Regions from separate parts of the Mus musculus genome. Here region 1 is linked to region 2. The links are chromatin contacts, called in public Hi-C maps. All regions are on one chromosome and are shown on one strand. Each heading gives the region's core, a stretch centred on a gene start, on an enhancer-like site or on the middle of the called end of the contact. The rest is flanking DNA. Distances are from core to core; before and after follow the strand shown.

Region 1 (5,596 bases), core at 868-3,367, 240 kb after region 2:
TATCGGCAGGGTCTCATGTAGCTCAGGCTGGCTGAAGATTTCTGATGTCACCAAGGGTGACCTTGAACTTCTGACCCTCCTGCTTCTACCTCCCAAGTGCTGGGATCCCGGGCCTGTTTTTATGTGATGCTGGTTTTGAACCCAAGAAGTCAGTCAGGCAAGGTTCTGCTAATCCCTACAGAATAGGTTTAACTGTGGCCATACTAATTCCAATAGCATACACCGTAGCCACATGCTATGGACTGTGAACCTGCCAAGGGTGTAGGTCTTGACAACTGCTGTTTACTCCCCTTCCAGCAAGACTTCAGAGAATCTGGAGACTTGGGCTGCAGTGTTGGCGCCCGGTCTGGTGGGTGACCAGGGGAACATGGTTGTTTAATTTTACATCTAAGCGAGCAGAACATTGGCTTAGAGAGTGTGTAGAGGGGTCTAGCGGGCCCAATACTTTTTCATGTGTGTTTGTTTTTTAAAATGGTGTCTCATGTAGGCTAGGCTGGCCTAACATTTGTTATCTAGCTGAAGCTAGCCCAAACACCTTATCCTTCTGTTTCCTCCTCTTGGGTGTTGGGATAAGAAGTATAAGCTACTATGTCCAGCTTTTTAATCTCTGTCTTTTTTATTCTTTCTCTTGGAGGTGTGTGTGTGTGTGTGTGTATGTGTGGATGTGTGTGTGGTGTGGTATGTGTGTGTGTGTGTGTGTGTGTGTGTGTGTGTGTGTGTGTGGTGTGAGGTATGTGTGTGTGTGGTGTGTGTGTGTGTGTGTGTGTGTGTGGTGTGTGGTGTGGTGTGTGTGTGTGTGTGTGTGTGGTGTGAGGTGTGTGTGTGTGTGGTGTGTGTGTGTGTGTGTGTGTGTGTGTGTGTGGTGTGTGTGTGTGTGTGTGTGGTGTGAGGTGTGTGTGTGTGTGGTGTGTGTGTGTGTGTGTGTGTGTGTGTGGTGTGAGGTGTGTGTGTGTGTGGTGTGTGTGTGTGTGTGTGTGTATGTGTGTATGTGTGTGTGGTGTGGTGTGGTGTGTGTGTGTGTGTGTGTGTGTGTGTGTGTGGTGTGTGGTGTGTGTGTGTGTGTGTGTGTGTGTGTGTGTGGTGTGGGGTGTGTGTGTGTGTGTGTGTGTGTGTGGTGTGGGGTGTGTCTGTGTGTGGGTGTGGTGTGGTGTGTGTGTGGGTGTGGTGTGGTGTGTGTGTGTGTTGCAATTATTAACAGGAAGTACATTAGTCTCCTCCTGCTGTGTAACAAGTCATCCCAGACATAGTGATACAAAACATGGGTGGTCAGGAGAGGGGAGCAGGCACAGTAGGGCATGTCAGAGGGTGGGGGGTGGGGTGGGCAAGGATGGAGTGTGGTGGGGGCGGAGGGGGGTGTTCAGCAGGCCACTGTGGTTCTAAATCACTTGTAGGTGGCAGCAGTGTGCCTGCTGCGGCTGCTGTCAGCTCAAGGTTCACCTGGAAAGCACCTGTTTCCAGCTCACTCCCACGCAGAGATTTGGTTCCTCCTGGAGGAATCCCAGAAGCCCCTGCTCTCAGGGTTGCAGCCTGTGCCCCATAGAGAGCTCTGAAAAAGAGCAAAAGCCAGTGTGTCCTCACGTTAGCAACGGTACCCATCACCATTTTCCTATCCTATTCATGGGGTGCATCACTAGGTCCCTTGTGCCCTTGGGAAAGACTAAATGTTAGTGTTGATACAGCAAAATGGGGGTCACGGGGGACATTTTGGAAGCTTCCCACCACAGGAAGCAGAGACACCATTTCTGGAAACCAAGAGCAAGTTTCACGTCTCAGGCCATATATTTCAGCTGTGCGGCTTTGGCCTCGCTGACTGATGCTTGTGGTGGCTGCTGGCTGGATTGACCAGAGGCTGCTGGGAGCTGAGGTGACTGTCAATCTCTGAGCTGTGCCTGGCTCAGTGGAACCTCAGCTCCTGCAAGGGAAGGACATTTCTTAGGAGAAGCTAAGTAATGAGCCAGAGCCATCGTTCCTGAGATACAGAGTCCCTCTGCAGCTGCTGTCTCCTAGGGACTCCTGAGGGACTTTGAAGCCCTTTGGCAAGCCCTGGGCTGCCTCTGTGGCTGAGGCCACAGGTGGGGGACAGTGTTGATCCTCTCTCCGTTCCTTGGCGATCCCAGCAGGGCTCTGGGGCACAGGTGCAGCAGGAAGGATTAGATGGGATTTTCTCCCAGCCCTGCTCAGACCTGGTTCTCAGTGGGTGAAGGATTTGACCCAAACTCCCCTTCACCATCTGCCCTGTGAGCTGGAATCTTTTGTGAGTCTGTCACAGACTCACCATGCCCCGTTGACAGTCTCCTCGGGGTCCCAGATGCCCTGGCCATGGTCTTGTTCCTTCAGTGGTCCCCAAAGGGTCTGTCTAGAGGCAGAGGCTGAGGCCCATCCCTGGGCAACAGAGGGCATTAAAGCATTTCCCAGGATGTAGCTGGCCTCTGTGTCCACTGTTCAGTTGTTTTGAGACAGGGTCTCATTACGTTCTTTTTAAAAAATATTTTTATTACCGTGTGTGTGTGTGTGTGTGTGTGTGTGTGTGTGTTGTGCCTGTGGATACATGTGTGAACTTGTGAAGGTCAGAGGGCAGCTCGTAGAAACTATCCAACTCAGGTTGCTCTCAGGTGTGGTGGCAAGCAAGCGACTTCACTTGCTGGTAATCCCCCTGCATCTACTTCCCAAGTACTGGACTCTCAGATAGGAACAACAACAGTCTACTCCGAGTTCCATTCTTTCCAAAGCAGCGCCTCACGCCCAGGCTGGCTTTGAACATGTTGTATTGCCCAGAACGACATTGAAATACTCTTCTTCTGCCTCAGTTTCTCCCCGCTGAGATTTCAGACAGGAACCATCAAGTCCAACTCCCTCAAGTTGATTGTTGTTTTTGCTTTTAGTTTTATGTTTACATTTACTAGACAAGCTCTCCTTTTGTACCTCTCACTGGCTTGGCCCTAGGTAGGCCAGGCTGGCCTTGAACTCACGGAATCCGGTGGGCTCAGCCTCTTAGGTTCTGGAATTAATGGTATGCACTTGTACTAGGATGCTCAGATTTTTTTCCTTTAAATAGGCTCTCAGTAGCCTAGGATGACCCTGAACTCCTGATCCTCCTGACCCTACCTCTCAAAGGGTGAGACCGCAGACATGAGCCACCACACTGGGGCTCCAAGATGGATTCTTTCCACAACGAGAGGATAAATCTCTTCCTAATTGGGGCTTCCTATTATTCTTCTCCTCTAAGTCTTGTTATGTGTGGGTCAGGAGGTTTCCAACAGAAGTTTAAAAGACAGAGGCTTTTCAGAACAAAACCACTAAAGAACAAAAGATCTATGTTACAATAACATTGGCAAATATTTATATAGCACTTAACATTCATTAGACACCACTTTGTATGCTTTTCATACAATAGACCCCCTCTCTCAGGGCTAAGGGTACTGTCACCAGCACAGAGAGTCACTTACCCAAAGCCACACAGCCACTGCCTAATGGAACTGAGACTCAGACCCATGCAGTTTGGCTGCACACTAACAGCCATTGTATGAATTTGGCAATAGGTGTGATAAACTAAATATTTCATCACCCCAGGGACCGTGCTCACTCATCCCTGAAAAGCCACATATATCCCCATGTTCTGGATAAGAAAACAGGGTGAGAGGGATGGTGGATGGATGGGGGTTGCTGAGGGGACCTGCCCTCTACACAAGGGCATGTTTCTTTCCTCAGTGCTAAGGTCAAGCCCAGGGTCTCACAAATTCTAAGTAAGCCCTCTGCTACAGCCTGCAATCTCAAACCTTGCACACTCGTGAGCAAAAAGTCAGCCACTCCTGATGCATGGCTGCCCCCAGTGGTCAAAAGGGGAACTGCACCTCTCCTCTTAAAAGCTCTGTGTCCCGGGGCTCCTGCGGGCCATACCCCAGCTAGTGTTCAAGAAGAGATAATGGTTACCATGGCAGAGGAGAAGGCTTAAAGATCTGCATACAGATGTCTCACACCCTCACAAACAGCCAGGGGTGGTAGTGTAGTCGCAGGAAGACCCCGGGGATTGCTGCCAGCCAGACTTGCAGAACCAGTGAGCTCCAGTTCTGTGACCAAGAATTATCCAGTGGGCATGCACCATGCACCTGCACACACGTGCACCCACATAGACACATACATAAACACAGAGAGTGCACACACATAAAGATACAAGTTACTGTTGATAGAGTATTTCCACTTCTGTGCTCGGTCTTACTGAGTACATAATATGCAAATATTATAAGTTTATTAGTGGATATACATGATCATTTTTGTTAAAGGTGATCAATAATATTACACACACACATCACTTTAGTCCCCATTTAGTCCCCAGCCTAGATCTATAAGTAATATTATAGTCTTTATTTTTATCAATGAGGAATAACAAACTTCAGAGAGGTTAAGCAAGTTCCTTTTAGACACATATCAAGAAAAAAAGTGAAAGCGGGATTCAAACTCAGGAAGCGTGGTCTGTGCACCATGCAGTCTCCCATTCACCATAATTACTCCAGCGGAGGCACAGAGGCATGGAAGGATGTGCCCAGGATCACATAGCTTCTAAACCGAGACCAGTGCTTTAGCTAAGTGCATCTTCAGTCACTCACTGACCCAAAAGCAAGTGCCACTCCATAGCCAGGCCCTGTCCTAGGCCGTGGAGCTGCGTCACTGTGAGACTCTGCCCCCTCCCTCTCCCCAGGATACTCAGTATAGAAAGTCAAAATGCTTAAAGCTTCGCAGGAGCCAACCTATGATCTCAGAGACCTTCCTGAGGTTGGAGGTGAGCCTGCCGTTTTAACAGTGGCCACTGGAGGCAGCAAAGAGTCAAACACAGCCAGTGCCCTGGAGAGGTTTTCTGAGTCCCCAAGGGACTCTTGCAGCTGGTATAGAGGTCTGCATATGTCTCGCTCTGATATGGGAGGCAGTTTCACCTCTGGGGTATGCGTGCATTGTGATGTGATGGTGCGAGGTTGGGGAGGGGAGTTGCGTGAAGGTGTGGGGTGCGGGTGTGTATGGGGGGAGGGTAGTGTAGCACTTCAATGGAGACCCTGTGGTGGAAAACAACACTCTTCTAGAAGCTGGTAGATGAAAGAGAGGAAGAGGAAGTGAGGGGGTCGCATAACATTCTTCTAAGGAAGGCCTCCATGACTGGAAGCCCCCAGCACAGCTTTCCATTTCAAGGGTCCATCTTCTTCCAGAAGCACCATGCTGGGAACCAAGCATCTAGCATAGGGGCTAAGCCAACCATAGCAAGGCAGGCGATGGCACAAGGACCCAGGACAGGTCCCAGCAACACTGGTGGTTCCTGCTGAGTTCTCAGCACTCCTGAGCTCTGCCCAGTTGGCTGGGCTCTGTTCCCGCCCCCCCTGCAACCCCACCCCCTGCCCCGTCTCGCCCTCCCCATGCTCTGCCTCTTTGCCAGTGTCACTGCTGTCACCATGACTTGCAGGAACACAAGAAACAAAAACACACTATGTGGTGTTGGTGCTTAGGAAGTAGAGGCGGGAGGGTCATAAGTTCAAGGTCACTCTGGGCAACGCAGAGGTCTTCGGGTGGATAGGAGGCAATAAGACCTCCAGTCTTCCATCAGCTCTTGCCC
Region 2 (5,614 bases), core at 53-2,552:
AACTAGAGATAATCACCGTTTCCAGTATATGACCGGCTAAGCAAACGGCACCATGTCTGTACCGTGGTCTGCTACTCAGCAATAAAAAGAAACAAGCTAGCAACCTAAGTGCATCTCTAGGCCTGAGGGAAAGGGAAACCAACTCAAATCAAACCCTGAATCACACACCGTATGATTTAATTAAAGTAACTTTCCTCAAACAACAGAATTATCGACGTGGAGAAGACAGTACTGGTTTCAGGGCTTAGGGGTGGTTGTGGGAGGGGCCACTGTAACTAGGAAGTGGTGTCTAGATCTCCGGTGGTGAGCTGTTTGGCATCTTGGCTTCTGCAAATGAATCTGCACCCATGATAAAATCATGGGTACCTACCCTCCACAGGCAACCCCTGCTACACACATACATACGGCCCGTGCTCTGGACTGCTTTGATGCTGTTATACATACATCACACTAGCATAACCACCCAGGAAACAGTGTGAGGGGCACACTCCGTCTCCCTTTTCAAAAAAAAAAAAAAAAAAAGCTTATTAAAGGCTTGTGGCGCAAGGTTTCAGGGAAGCTAGCTCCTCTGCTGTGGGAGGCCCCATCCCACGTCTCTCTAAAATATTTTAGCCTGCTTGAATATTTAAAGAGCTTCTGAGTCTCTGTTTTCATTATTCATCTCTTTCTTCCACTTCCTCAGCTGTCAGTGAATTGAGGCTTTGGACCACCAAACCACAGCTCGTCAGAAAATGAAGTTCAATTACGAGAGACTACGGCTAAGCCCAAGGCTTCACCTTGGAGCTTCCTGGGCTCCAGGGGCCCCTTAGAGCCAAGCTATGGAAAGGGAAGGCCTTGGAGGGGTGTTGGAAAAAGAGACCCTTCCCTGGGCACATGGTAAAGAAGAACACTTCAATGTACTTGCCCCGCGCACCCCTTCTAAGCTCCCCCAGAACGCTGCTTCTGGACAGGGGGGCAATTTGGGACCTGTAAGGACATGAGTTTGTTAACTAACAGAAGGCCCATCACCTTCCGATACCAAATGCCAGCTCCCCTCTGCCATCGGGAAGATTCCTGCATGGATCTTGGCTGTCCAAGGACAGAGTTGGCTGCTTGCTACCTGTGGCAGTTGGGCTTAGGGAGACTCAAGTCTACCTCACATGGAGGAGAGCTGGGGGGGCGGGGTGCATGGGACAGGCGTACGCCGTGTACCTCACCTGTAAGACGAGGTCTGAATCTGCATGCTTGCCGATTGTGGTGCTTTTATTCAGGACAAAAAAGCCATCAGCGCTCTTCAAATACGCTTTCATTCTTTCTGATTTCCCTACAGGAGGGTCCAGAAAGGGTTTGGTTAGAGAAACACATTCTAAGCCTGAGTGGATGAATTGGGGTCTCCTGATGTCATGGAGTCCTGAGGGAGAGGGAGACAGGGAGTGTCCAGGTGATGGACTAGCTCTGTCTTTTGAAGGTCATCTTTCCTAATAGTGATCACTAACAGAGAAGCATTGAAATATGATAATCAAATTCAAGGCATTTTTCTCTCTCTCTCTCTCTCTGTAAATACACAAGGTAGTTTAATGGTGGAGCTCCGGGTCGAAAAGTATCTCATGCAGGAGACAGTGGATTCGACCATGAGGCTTGAAAGCTATGGGTTTTTTATAGAAAAGGGTCTGGGGCTGGGGGAGGAATTGGCGCGGTTTCACATGACTGGTCCATTTAAACATCAGCAGAATGTACTCTTTTTTTTTTAAAAAATAAATTTATTTATTTATCTTATGTGAACATATATGTGCTTGAGGGTATGTATGTGCACCAGGTATATGCAGGGGCATGCAGAGGTCAGAAGAGGGCATCAGATCCCCTGGCATTGAAGTTACAAGCGGCTGTGACCTGCCATGCCACCTGGGTGCGCAGGTCTGAACCTGGGCCCTCTGCAAGAGCAGTAAGAACCTCTAACTAACCCGAGTCACCTCTCCAGAACCTCTAACTAACCCGAGTCACCTCTCCAGAACCTCTAACTAACCCGAGTCACCTCTCCAGAACCTCTAACTAACCCGAGTCACCTCTCCAGATTCCCGATGTTTTTTCTTAACTAGAGAAACAAAACAGAGCTCCAAATATCCCAACCACAACCCAAATGTCACAGACAGCGGCTGCCCCCTCCCTCGGCCTTCTTCTCCGTGACACCCACTGCTCGTGACACCCACTGCTCGTTTTTGCTTGGTTATGACCCAGCGCTTACTAGTTCAGACACTGCGGGTGAGTTACTCTCTCCCAGGTTGCCTGGCAACAACAGACTCCATCAGCTATTACTGATGCTAAGTTGGGCCTCTTACACTCCAGGTCAGAGACCCACAGGCTCCCAGTGAGTTCAAAGCACCAGGAGTCAGCCAATGGAAAAAGCAGGCTTCAACTGATTCTTGCTTTGTAAGTTGCTGCACTTCTCCATATACTGAAATTAGGAAAGGATGCTTTCGATTTTTATTTTAAAACTGTGTGTGTGTGTGTGTGTTACTGAGATATCTGTACACCTCAGTAAGCATATGGAGATCATAGGACAACTTGCAGGCATCTGTTTCCTCCTTCCGCTGTGGGTGGGTGATGGGGATCAAAACTCAAACACACCTCCCCAGGCTCCTTTGGCAAGTACGTTTACCTGCTGAGCCATCTCCCTGGTCCAAGGACTGACTTCTAAAGGCAAAGTACGAAGATGAAGGATTCTATGTGATCAGGACTCTGCACAGATTCCCTCCATCATCTTATGAGGAAAATGTCGAATATACGGAGATCTTTAAAGTGGACAGAGAGCCAGATGTGGTGGTGCGTGCCTGTGACCTGGCCCTGGGGAGGCTGAGACAGGAGGATTGTGAGTTTGAGGGTAGGTGAGGGTACAAAGAAAGAAACAAAAGCGAAGAGAGCCAGAAATATGGCTCAGAGGCTAAAAGCACTGTCTTCTCAGGTTTGTAAAGGGCTCAGGTTTGATTCTCAGCATCCACATGGTGGCTCACGGTCATCCATCACCCAGGTTCCCAGGGATCTAATCCCCTCTTCTGACCTTTGTGGCACTGAGTGTGAACAGTGCTGCCATGCCCCCACCCCCACCCCAGACACATCAAAAGAAAGAAAAGGAAGGGGTAGAGGTGTAATTCCTCTGAGCTCACTACCTGGAGAGTTTGCTAATATTTTTGTCATCATTCTTGGGTTTGGGGGTTTTAGACAAGTTCTCAAGGTAGCCCAGGCTGTCCTCAAACTCACTCTATAGCTGAGTATAAATGAACTCATTTTCCAGTCTCCTTCCCGGTGCTATGATTATGGGTGTGTACCACTGTGACCAGAATGCCGTGTTTTCTGTCCCTCCCACTCATCCATCCCTACTTCTCTCTTATAACACACACCAAATAAGTTCTGCACAGGTAAAAAAAAAAATCAACACTTCAGTGACATCCGACATTCCTAAAACATTGATGATAATGTATCTTTCTGTTTTAATAATAACCGAGCTGCATCCAGGCGCCCGGGAGACATCTCAACGCCAGGTCTAAGAACAAGTCCTCATTTTTGTTTCTTCCGAGAAACTTCTGGAAAGCAGAGTTACAGAGGCTGGAGATAGAAACGAAACCCCCTCTAGCTGTGACAAGGACACTCAGGGTCTCTACTCTCCATCACCACCCTGTACTGAGCCTCATCGGGGACAGGCATTCAGGGATGACCCTGAACGTCTCACTCTTCTGCCTTGACCTCCTGGGAACTGTGTTCCCAGCACACCCACCTGCATGACGGACCCCAGAGCTGATGCAGGACAGACAAGGCATGGGGAGGGTCTAGGAGTCTCTGCCTTTATTCCCTCCCTTATCAGCTTCTCGCTTTAGGGTGAAATCTTGGGGCCCTCTGCCATCCTGACAGTTTGGGCCACTACTTCATCTCCTAAGCCAGGAGCTTCTTCGACAGGCAGATGGAAGTCCTCTGTAAATACTGAAAGGCCAAAATGATACCTGGAAGGCAGCTCAGCTCTGGCTGGGGAGGACACTACCTTTCATTCCCTCCCTCTCTGGGATCAATCCTAGACGGAGCTTTGGAAGCTCAGCCTATTTCTCTCACTGCCTTGGTTAGGTGGTGTTTCTCCACCTTTGTCTAGTCCTGTACAGTCCCCCATCTGCCTGAAAGTACTGTATTCATTTGAGGGTGTTAAACTGTGTTGGTTCTCTCTTGATACTGTGATATGAGCCAAACAGCTTCCGTCAACCATGGATTAGAGATGGGTTAGAGGCAGACTTTGGAAGATATATTCTGATGAGGGCTACTTAGTGTGGGAGCCAGCTGTACATTTTCTTTTGAGTTATAGCTGGGCATGTGAGGTCTGGTAAGGGATCTCTCTGCCCGCTGGTGGATGACCCCCTAAGGGAAAGAGTCCCCTTCTAATTCCAGCGGCACCAGGGGGCGATCCTGGGGCCTAAGGGATGTGGGATGCGTCTGGCGACAGGGTGTGACTGCACTTAAGGTGGAATGGTTGGTGTCTGAACAGTGCCCTGTAACAGGAGCCTGTATTGGAGAACTCCGGGCAGGGACACGCCTCCTATCTTCGCCACTGCTTTCTGCCAGTCATCCCTGGAACCGCACTCACCTGGCAGGAGGAGGAAGCTGGGGCTCTGTTCTCCTCCGAGAGCCCTGCGGACTAGGAGCTGCTTGCCAGACCCAGGAAGAGGCGGCCCGCCGCGCTCTGCCGAGTCTCCAGCTTGGCCCGCGCCCCGCGCGACTGCCCGGCCTGTGTACGTGCGTCGCCATGACAACGTGGCGGGCGAGGTCAGCAGGTGAGGGGCGTGGCCTTGCGGGGGCGTGGCCGCATGCAGCGTTCTCTCTCCTCTTTCTCTCTCTCTCTCCCTCTCCCTCTTTCTCTCCCGCCCGTGTGTGTGTGTGTGTGTGTGTGTGTGTGTGTGTGTGTGTGTGTGTGTGTGTTTGTGTGTGCGCGCGCGCGGGTAGGAGTCGGGTATGACTGTATTTCAGGCAACCCGAGGACGCCTCATTTCCTAGAGGAAGAAACGAGGCTCAGGAGCCCCACAAGCTTTTATAACAGTGTGATCAAGACGTTGTGGAGAGGGTGTGGTGACAGGTGGGTTGGGAGGTTGGAGAATCTTGGAGGTCAGCACCCAGTCTTACCCACTTCCTCTAGGGTGAGGATGGTGTTGGGTGTAAAGTGAACTAGCCAGACAGAACCGGGATTCTTTCTCTGTGCTAGGGACCAACAGTTTCCAACTTCACAGCCCCTCCCTTCCATCATTGTCTCTCCAAGCATTGCCAGGGGCCCTATACACATCAGACTGTGACTCCAAACCTGACTTGCCTGCCCAGTGGGCACAGGGCAAGGATGTTCTGGGAAGACGCACCTCTATTCGCATCTGTATGCAGACATCACCAGTAAAGATCTGTTCATACTACAGGACTCAGCGAAACCTGGGACCACTGCCCAGGGTCGACTTTCTGCATCCTACGTGGCTGCCAGCCATCTCCAGTGAAGGAATGCTAAGCTGTCAGCTCAACTGACTTTCAGATTATATGGAGCATTATAACAGCGTTTCCAGGGCAGAGGAATAAGGCTTTTTCCTTAAACAGTGGGAGGGTATCAAAAATACCGCCTTAG

What was found. Hi-C and Micro-C count contacts between places; a contact is called where the count stands out from the background.
Region 1: a Hi-C map of olfactory sensory neurons shows a contact between it and region 2, with 4 times the contacts expected there. The contact joins the enhancer-like site here to the promoter of Fhad1 in region 2. A contact is called at or near these places in 10 of 39 promoter capture datasets (the HPC-7 cell line, cranial neural crest, embryonic stem cells and 6 more), 63 of 484 Hi-C or Micro-C datasets (the Ba/F3 cell line, the HL-1 cell line, Sertoli cells and 33 more), 16 of 115 datasets of contacts at active chromatin or transcription factors (astrocytes, bone marrow-derived dendritic cells, differentiating embryonic stem cells and 6 more) and 3 of 9 other capture datasets (adipose tissue, embryonic stem cells and liver).

The regions. Positions count from the first base shown.
Region 1 is chr4:142,244,769-142,250,364 of GRCm38.p6, forward strand. No RefSeq gene overlaps it. Among named protein-coding and RNA genes, the nearest start is that of Gm35531, 9.3 kb to the left of the region's middle. Within about 2 kb of position 2,118, at least 14 of the 459 cell types and tissues checked have an H3K27ac peak or open chromatin away from gene starts, as enhancers often do. A contact at or near this core is called in differentiating embryonic stem cells, epiblast stem cells, olfactory sensory neurons and 1 more, where this site is marked.
Region 2 is chr4:142,010,349-142,015,962 of GRCm38.p6, forward strand. It overlaps Fhad1 (forkhead-associated (FHA) phosphopeptide binding domain 1), which reads right to left and starts at 1,303. Exons shown (of 32, transcript NM_177868.4): 1 at 1,197-1,303. The coding sequence starts at 1,289.